2 separate regions of the Mus musculus genome follow, and region 1 is linked to region 2. A link is a contact called in public HiChIP or PLAC-seq data. All regions are on one chromosome and are shown on one strand. Each heading gives the region's core, a stretch centred on a gene start, on an enhancer-like site or on the middle of the called end of the contact. The rest is flanking DNA. Distances are from core to core; before and after follow the strand shown. Region 1 holds the start of Hibadh (3-hydroxyisobutyrate dehydrogenase). Region 2 has its middle 15 kb from the start of 1700094M24Rik.

Region 1 (2,842 bases), core at 224-2,723, 160 kb after region 2:
TAAGAAAACTGCTGCTCCCTTCAAAGTGTTTTTAAAAAGAAAAAAATTATATCCAAAATCATGTGTTTGCATCTGGCTAATCACAATTCCTTATCTGTCATCTGCTACCTATTGCACACAAATGCTCTTCCAAAGCAGAAAGAAATTTCATAAGTTTTTCCTGAGGGCAAAGACTGGGAGCTGCTCAGAAATCAACTCCCAACATATTTCTTACACAAAAATTAAAACAAGTGAACACAAGCACCCTGAATCCAGAGCCTCCTGCATGCTAAGCAAAGGCAACGGTGTTTTGTTTGCTAGTCCTGTATATGATAGTGCTAACCAGCACATTGTTAAAATAAACTTTTACATTTAAAAAAAAAAATCCTTCGGTATCTCCCACAAATCAACCAATTTTTTTTTTCAACACATGTTCCCAACAGGTTAACTGCTAGACAAGTAGCATATGAAAACCCTCATGGGAATTTTTCTTTATGGTCATGTCCACAGCAAATGAGAAACTGCATTCTAAAAGCCTTGGTAATGACCATTTCAACCAATTCTTAATTAAAGAGGTGTCTTGATGTCCTAGAAAATCCAAGAGTCAGGGAGAAACAAGGGGTACTTCCTGGATCTTGTTGGAGAAGTCCCAATTTACTCATTCTAAGGCCTTGGGAGATCCTCATGTGAAAAGCAGTTCTCAGATATTCATGTCGCTCTAAAAGCTTAAAACCTGGTCACTTTCCATACTTGCAGCACAGCATAGTAGTCGGTTAGGTTATAGACACAACTTTGAGGCAAAGAATTGTGGTTAATATTTCGACAAAAGTCCACCACTTTGAGGCAGCACAACTCCATTTCATAATGGAGTTCGCTCTGCTTGCTGGTCAAGGGTGACAAACTTTGCTGGATTTCTAGGATACCGCCATGCCACCGACTAGAGTAGTTAAAACACAAATTAGGCCTTGAAGTCTGAGGGAGCCCCCGCTTAGGGTGAAGCCAGGGAGCTGGAAGGCCAGGGGTCCCAGAGGTGGGTGCGGTGGGGTCACCTCTGGAGCTGAGCCCTCCAAATGTCCTAGGAGCCCCAAATCCAAAGCGCACGCCAGGGACCCAAACATTCCTCCCTTCATCACAAGCTGTTCCTGGGTCCCGCAGAGGAAACGCTGAACAATCTGGAGCCGGGCATAGGGCAGGAGTGGAAGGCTGACGGCTCAGGAGGCAGTTACAAGGGGGCCCAGGCCTAGGAGGCGACCACAATTGTCGCTTTTACCCTCAAACCAACCGCAGCCCTTCGGGCGAAAAGCCCTCCTCGGATGACCAGAGGAAGAAGAGCAGATGGGGCGCGAGGTCCTTACCCGCTGCAAGGCTGCCCACGGGCCGCCGCCGGCCGCTCCAGTACCAGAGGCCGGAGGCTGCTCCCCGGAACCCCAAGGAGGCTGCCATGCTGTCCCCCGCCCCGCCTCCGCGCCGTGACCTCCGCCGCCTCACACACGGCCTGTGAACTACGAGTGTGCGCAGCCGGGATGGCCCGCACCTCCGTAAGGACAGCTCGCGCACGCGCTCTCCTTGCTCGGCTTGGACTCCGCCCAGCGCGGGGCGGAGCACTGTGTTGAGAGGCGTGGCCGGAGTCGGGAACAGTCCAATCAGGATCCCGAAATCCATAGACGCCCTGCCTTGCCTCCGGCTCCTGCTGAATTTACAACCTTTGGGTGAGAGAATTCTTGTTTACCCAAAAGCTGAGGGGTGTGTGGGAGGCGGTGGCTGTCGCTCACTACCGCCTCCTCCGAGCACCTGCACTGAGCAACTGCCTCTTCACTGGGCTGCTAATTGTTTTTCTTCCTCCCAGACAAGAACCGCAGCTACTGCAGTATTAAAGGAAAGAGCAGAAATGTTGTGTTTCCTAGTATAGGGACTCATTTTTAACTTCAGTAATAAATACATGGACCTCCCAGGGTTAACATATATATTTTCAGCGTCTGTTGAAACACAATCACAGAATCTACCATGTGTGTAATAACTGAAATCTATGTGATATACAACTCAATGGTTTTTCCAGTCGTATTTGAAAAGTAGTAGGGAAGTAATTTAATAGCACTGTTCTCTTTGAAGAGTAGAATTTCTAGGAACTTACTGAGTTCCAAGAAATGCGTCAATGTTTAAAATTTTCTACAACCTGCATCTTTTGAACCCAAAATCTAATGGTACATTTAAACCCAGGAAGTAGTATATATGTATATTATAAAAACAGATATTTTGCTGATCTTTCCTTATTTGACTATTTGGTATATTTGGTGGCTTAAATAAGCATGGCCCCCATAGACTCATATGTTTGAGTGCTTGGCACATAGGAGGTGTGACTTTATTGGAGAAGGTGTGGCCTTGTTGGAGGAAAGGCATCACTGTGGAGACCAGCTTTGAGGTCTTACATATGCTCAAACGACAGCTAGTGTGGCACACAGTCCCCTTCTGCTGCTTTCAGATCAAGACCTAGAACTCTCAGCACCAACTCTAGCGCCACGTCTGCCTGGATGCTGCTATGTGCCCCACCATGATGACAATAGACTAGGTCACTGCAACTGTAAGCCAGCCCCAATTAAATGGTTTTGTTTTTATAAGAGTGGCCATGGTTATAGTGTCTTTTCACAGCAATGAAACCCTAAGTAAGACAGTATACATATTTGAATATCTGTTCCTTGAGGATAATCGCAAAGTATTCAATTTCCACTGGAGAATTTTTATCTTCAGTACACTAAAACAAGACTTGTAACCTTTGAAGAAAAGTAGGCCAAGAGGCAAGAATGGGGCTTGGGGGGTAGGGGGAGGGCAAGCAATAAGAAAACCAAGATGCCTACCTTCCATCCTC
Region 2 (2,700 bases), core at 88-2,587:
CCAAACCAAGCCTCCCTGCCCAGAGAGAGAGCTCAGGGGCTGAGAGCACCACGCACTTTCCCTCCAGAAGAACCCAAGTTTAACTCCCAGCCCTCATGTCAGGTGACTCGCAACTTCATGTGCAACCCAAAACTGCATCTGCATTCCTGTGTATACACAGACTTACACATAAAGGTAATAAAGAATAAATATTTTTTAAAACTCAATTCTTCCCCCTTCAAGGTTCTTCTGTGAGGGTTTTTTTTTCCCCCTCCCTCTGAGGAGAATAGTGATAAATGCACCGTGAGATGTTAAATTCTATTTCCGCCACACCTTCCTATGAAGCAATGGAGCCCTCAGCAAAATGTCTTCTGCTCTCTTGGCACAGTGATCAGAGGCTGGACTCTATAACAACCTGTCCTTTTTCCTTCCCACGCCTTTTTCTGCTAGCTTTCCTCTGTCCCTTCAGCACCTGGGGTGTAGACAGACAGGAGAAGAAAAAACAAAACAAAACAAAACCTGAAGGTCTTTAGAACCACCCAGAAGGCCAGTCTCAGACTGGGCCCTGCATCCAACTCACATAATCGGTAAAGACCTTAAAACACAAACAGCCCTTCTCCACCGCGGGAAGATCAAAAGGACATTTCCTCACTCACTTAACTCCGAAAAAATAAAACACCCAGTGCAAATTGTGGCCTTTTAACTATCTTGTGGGACCCAAACCCTAATCAGAGTGCAGAGGACTATAAACATCTAGGAAGGAAAGCAGACAGTCATTAAAATTTGATTATGAGCCTAGCAGTTCTGATACGGCTTTATGGGCTCATAGAAGAAAACCCTGGGACTGAGCAGCCACCTTCCCCACAGAGTGGTCCCAAGAATGTGCAGAGACGGCTGCAGAATCTGCTGGGCGTGTCTTGCCTCCGCACAGGAGAGAGTGTGGAGGTGGCCAGACCACCTCCTGGCTTGCCTCCTGTGCAGGTAGCCTCAGCAGAGTGTGGATTTTTTTTTCTTTCCTTTTCCTTCTTCTTCCCCTCACCCCTTTCTGCTTGCGAATGAAACGTTCATTATCTGCTAACCATGGAAGGGAGGGGGCGGTGGAGGAATGGCAACATTCAGGTAGCATGTCATGGCAACTCCTGCTGCCTGAGAACTGGGGCTCCCTTCAGTCAACTAGCCGCTCACTGGGCAAAGGTTTAATTGAGTATCTGCTTTGTGCCAGGTTCCCTTCTAAGTGCTGAGGGTGTGACACCGAGCAGAACAGAGATCCTTGTCTGGATAGGGAGAGGCTCATGGTCTACATAGGCGTGAACTCTGGGCATGCTGAGGGTGGGCAGACAAAAGGAGAGGAGGAAGTGTGTGCGGTGGGGCTCAGTTTCTGATAGGAAGTGACCTCACTGTGAAGGAGCTATTGAGGGAAGACCTGAGGAAGCGCTTCTTAGAAAAAGCAGAACTGAAAGAAAAAAAACAGGAAAAGTTAATAAAAGGACAGAGGGACCGGGCTGGCCTTCCCGGAATGCTGCCCTGTGTGTGAGTAGCTCACCATGCCACTTTTCCTGTGTCCCCTCCTTAACTTAATAGTGCCTCCTGTTGACAATTATTTGTTTACAATAAGATCATATTTACCCAGGTCAGTATACACTAAGGTATCTGTCACTCTAACTCCAGAGTCAAAACATCTAAATAACTCAAAGGAGTCACTTTTAGATTCTGTGTTTTACTTTATTTTATTTATTTGGTGTTGGGAGTTAAACCTAGAGCTTCACACAGGCTATGTAAATACTTAGCTAGATCCTAAGCCCTTCATGCTGAGAAAACGCATTGCTAAGGGACCTGGACTTGCCTTGAACTTACAACCCAGATTCCAAATGTGTAGCATTGTAGCATTGCTGTCTTGGCATCAGCAAAGCAGCAATCCACTTCCTGTGCCTATCTCCGGTCTGCTAGTCATTCTCCTAAGGGTACTAGGCCTGGTATGGCTAGCATGGGGTTGGGTGTTTCTCAGGGTTGGGGGACTATCCTGTGCACATCCCTGCCTGAGCTCACTAGACTCATGGAACATCTCTCTGGTGTGATGCCCCAAGATGACACAATGAGCCTCTAGGCTCCTCCACACCGATCTCCTACCATCTCGGCCATAGCAGGATGCTCAGTTTTGTCCTCTTTGCTGCTAGTTGGTCTCACTCCGCAGTCTATGCATCCTCTGCACACTTTCTCTGGTGAGATCTGACGCTCTGTCCTATAAAAGCCTGTGGCAGCCTTCCAACAGGATCCTAATGATCATGACTGTATCTAAGACCCTTTACGATGGCTTTAAGCCACTTGTCTAGATTCATCTCCCATGGTGCACTGTCACAAACCAAACTATCCCTTCCCCTTTGGGTCTGTTTATCCCAAACATGGCCCTGCCTCTCTTGCCCCATCATCTGCCCCCATTAGCCATGGCTTCTTGGTTGAGCTATTCTTTAAGGCCCAACTCCAATTTCTCCTCCTTAGCTAAGTTCTTTGCCAGCATTCCTCTCAACTCCTTCGAAATCAATGGCATCTGGAATGATATTCTCATAGCTCCCAGATCACACTTCCACCCACTCAACCACACACCCAACAAATGTCTGTTAGGTGCCTACTGGGGACCAGGTCCTCCTCTGGAAGGGAGATGAGCAAGTGTGCCATAAGGCTCTCTATATTCTGGCCAGGAAGCTAGAAAATAATAGAACCAGA

The links. HiChIP or PLAC-seq counts read pairs in DNA pulled down with a chosen protein or histone mark.
Region 1: a contact with region 2 is called in an H3K4me3 HiChIP or PLAC-seq map of bone marrow-derived macrophages, with 3 times the contacts expected there. The contact joins the promoter of Hibadh here to the enhancer-like site in region 2. A contact is called at or near these places in 1 of 39 promoter capture datasets (the C10 cell line), 1 of 484 Hi-C or Micro-C datasets (uterus), 4 of 115 datasets of contacts at active chromatin or transcription factors (bone marrow-derived macrophages, embryonic stem cells, microglia and 1 more) and 1 of 9 other capture datasets (adipose tissue).

The regions. Positions count from the first base shown.
Region 1 is chr6:52,638,827-52,641,668 of GRCm38.p6, forward strand. Hibadh (3-hydroxyisobutyrate dehydrogenase) reads right to left here and starts at 1,474. Exons shown (of 8, transcript NM_145567.1): 1 at 1,335-1,474. The coding sequence starts at 1,422. It overlaps LOC115490472 (a small nucleolar RNA gene), which reads right to left and starts at 529; the gene lies at 408-529.
Region 2 is chr6:52,476,229-52,478,928 of GRCm38.p6, forward strand. No RefSeq gene overlaps it. Among named protein-coding and RNA genes, the nearest start is that of 1700094M24Rik, 15 kb to the right of the region's middle. Within about 2 kb of position 1,338, at least 77 of the 459 cell types and tissues checked have an H3K27ac peak or open chromatin away from gene starts, as enhancers often do. A contact at or near this core is called in adipose tissue, bone marrow-derived macrophages and microglia, where this site is marked.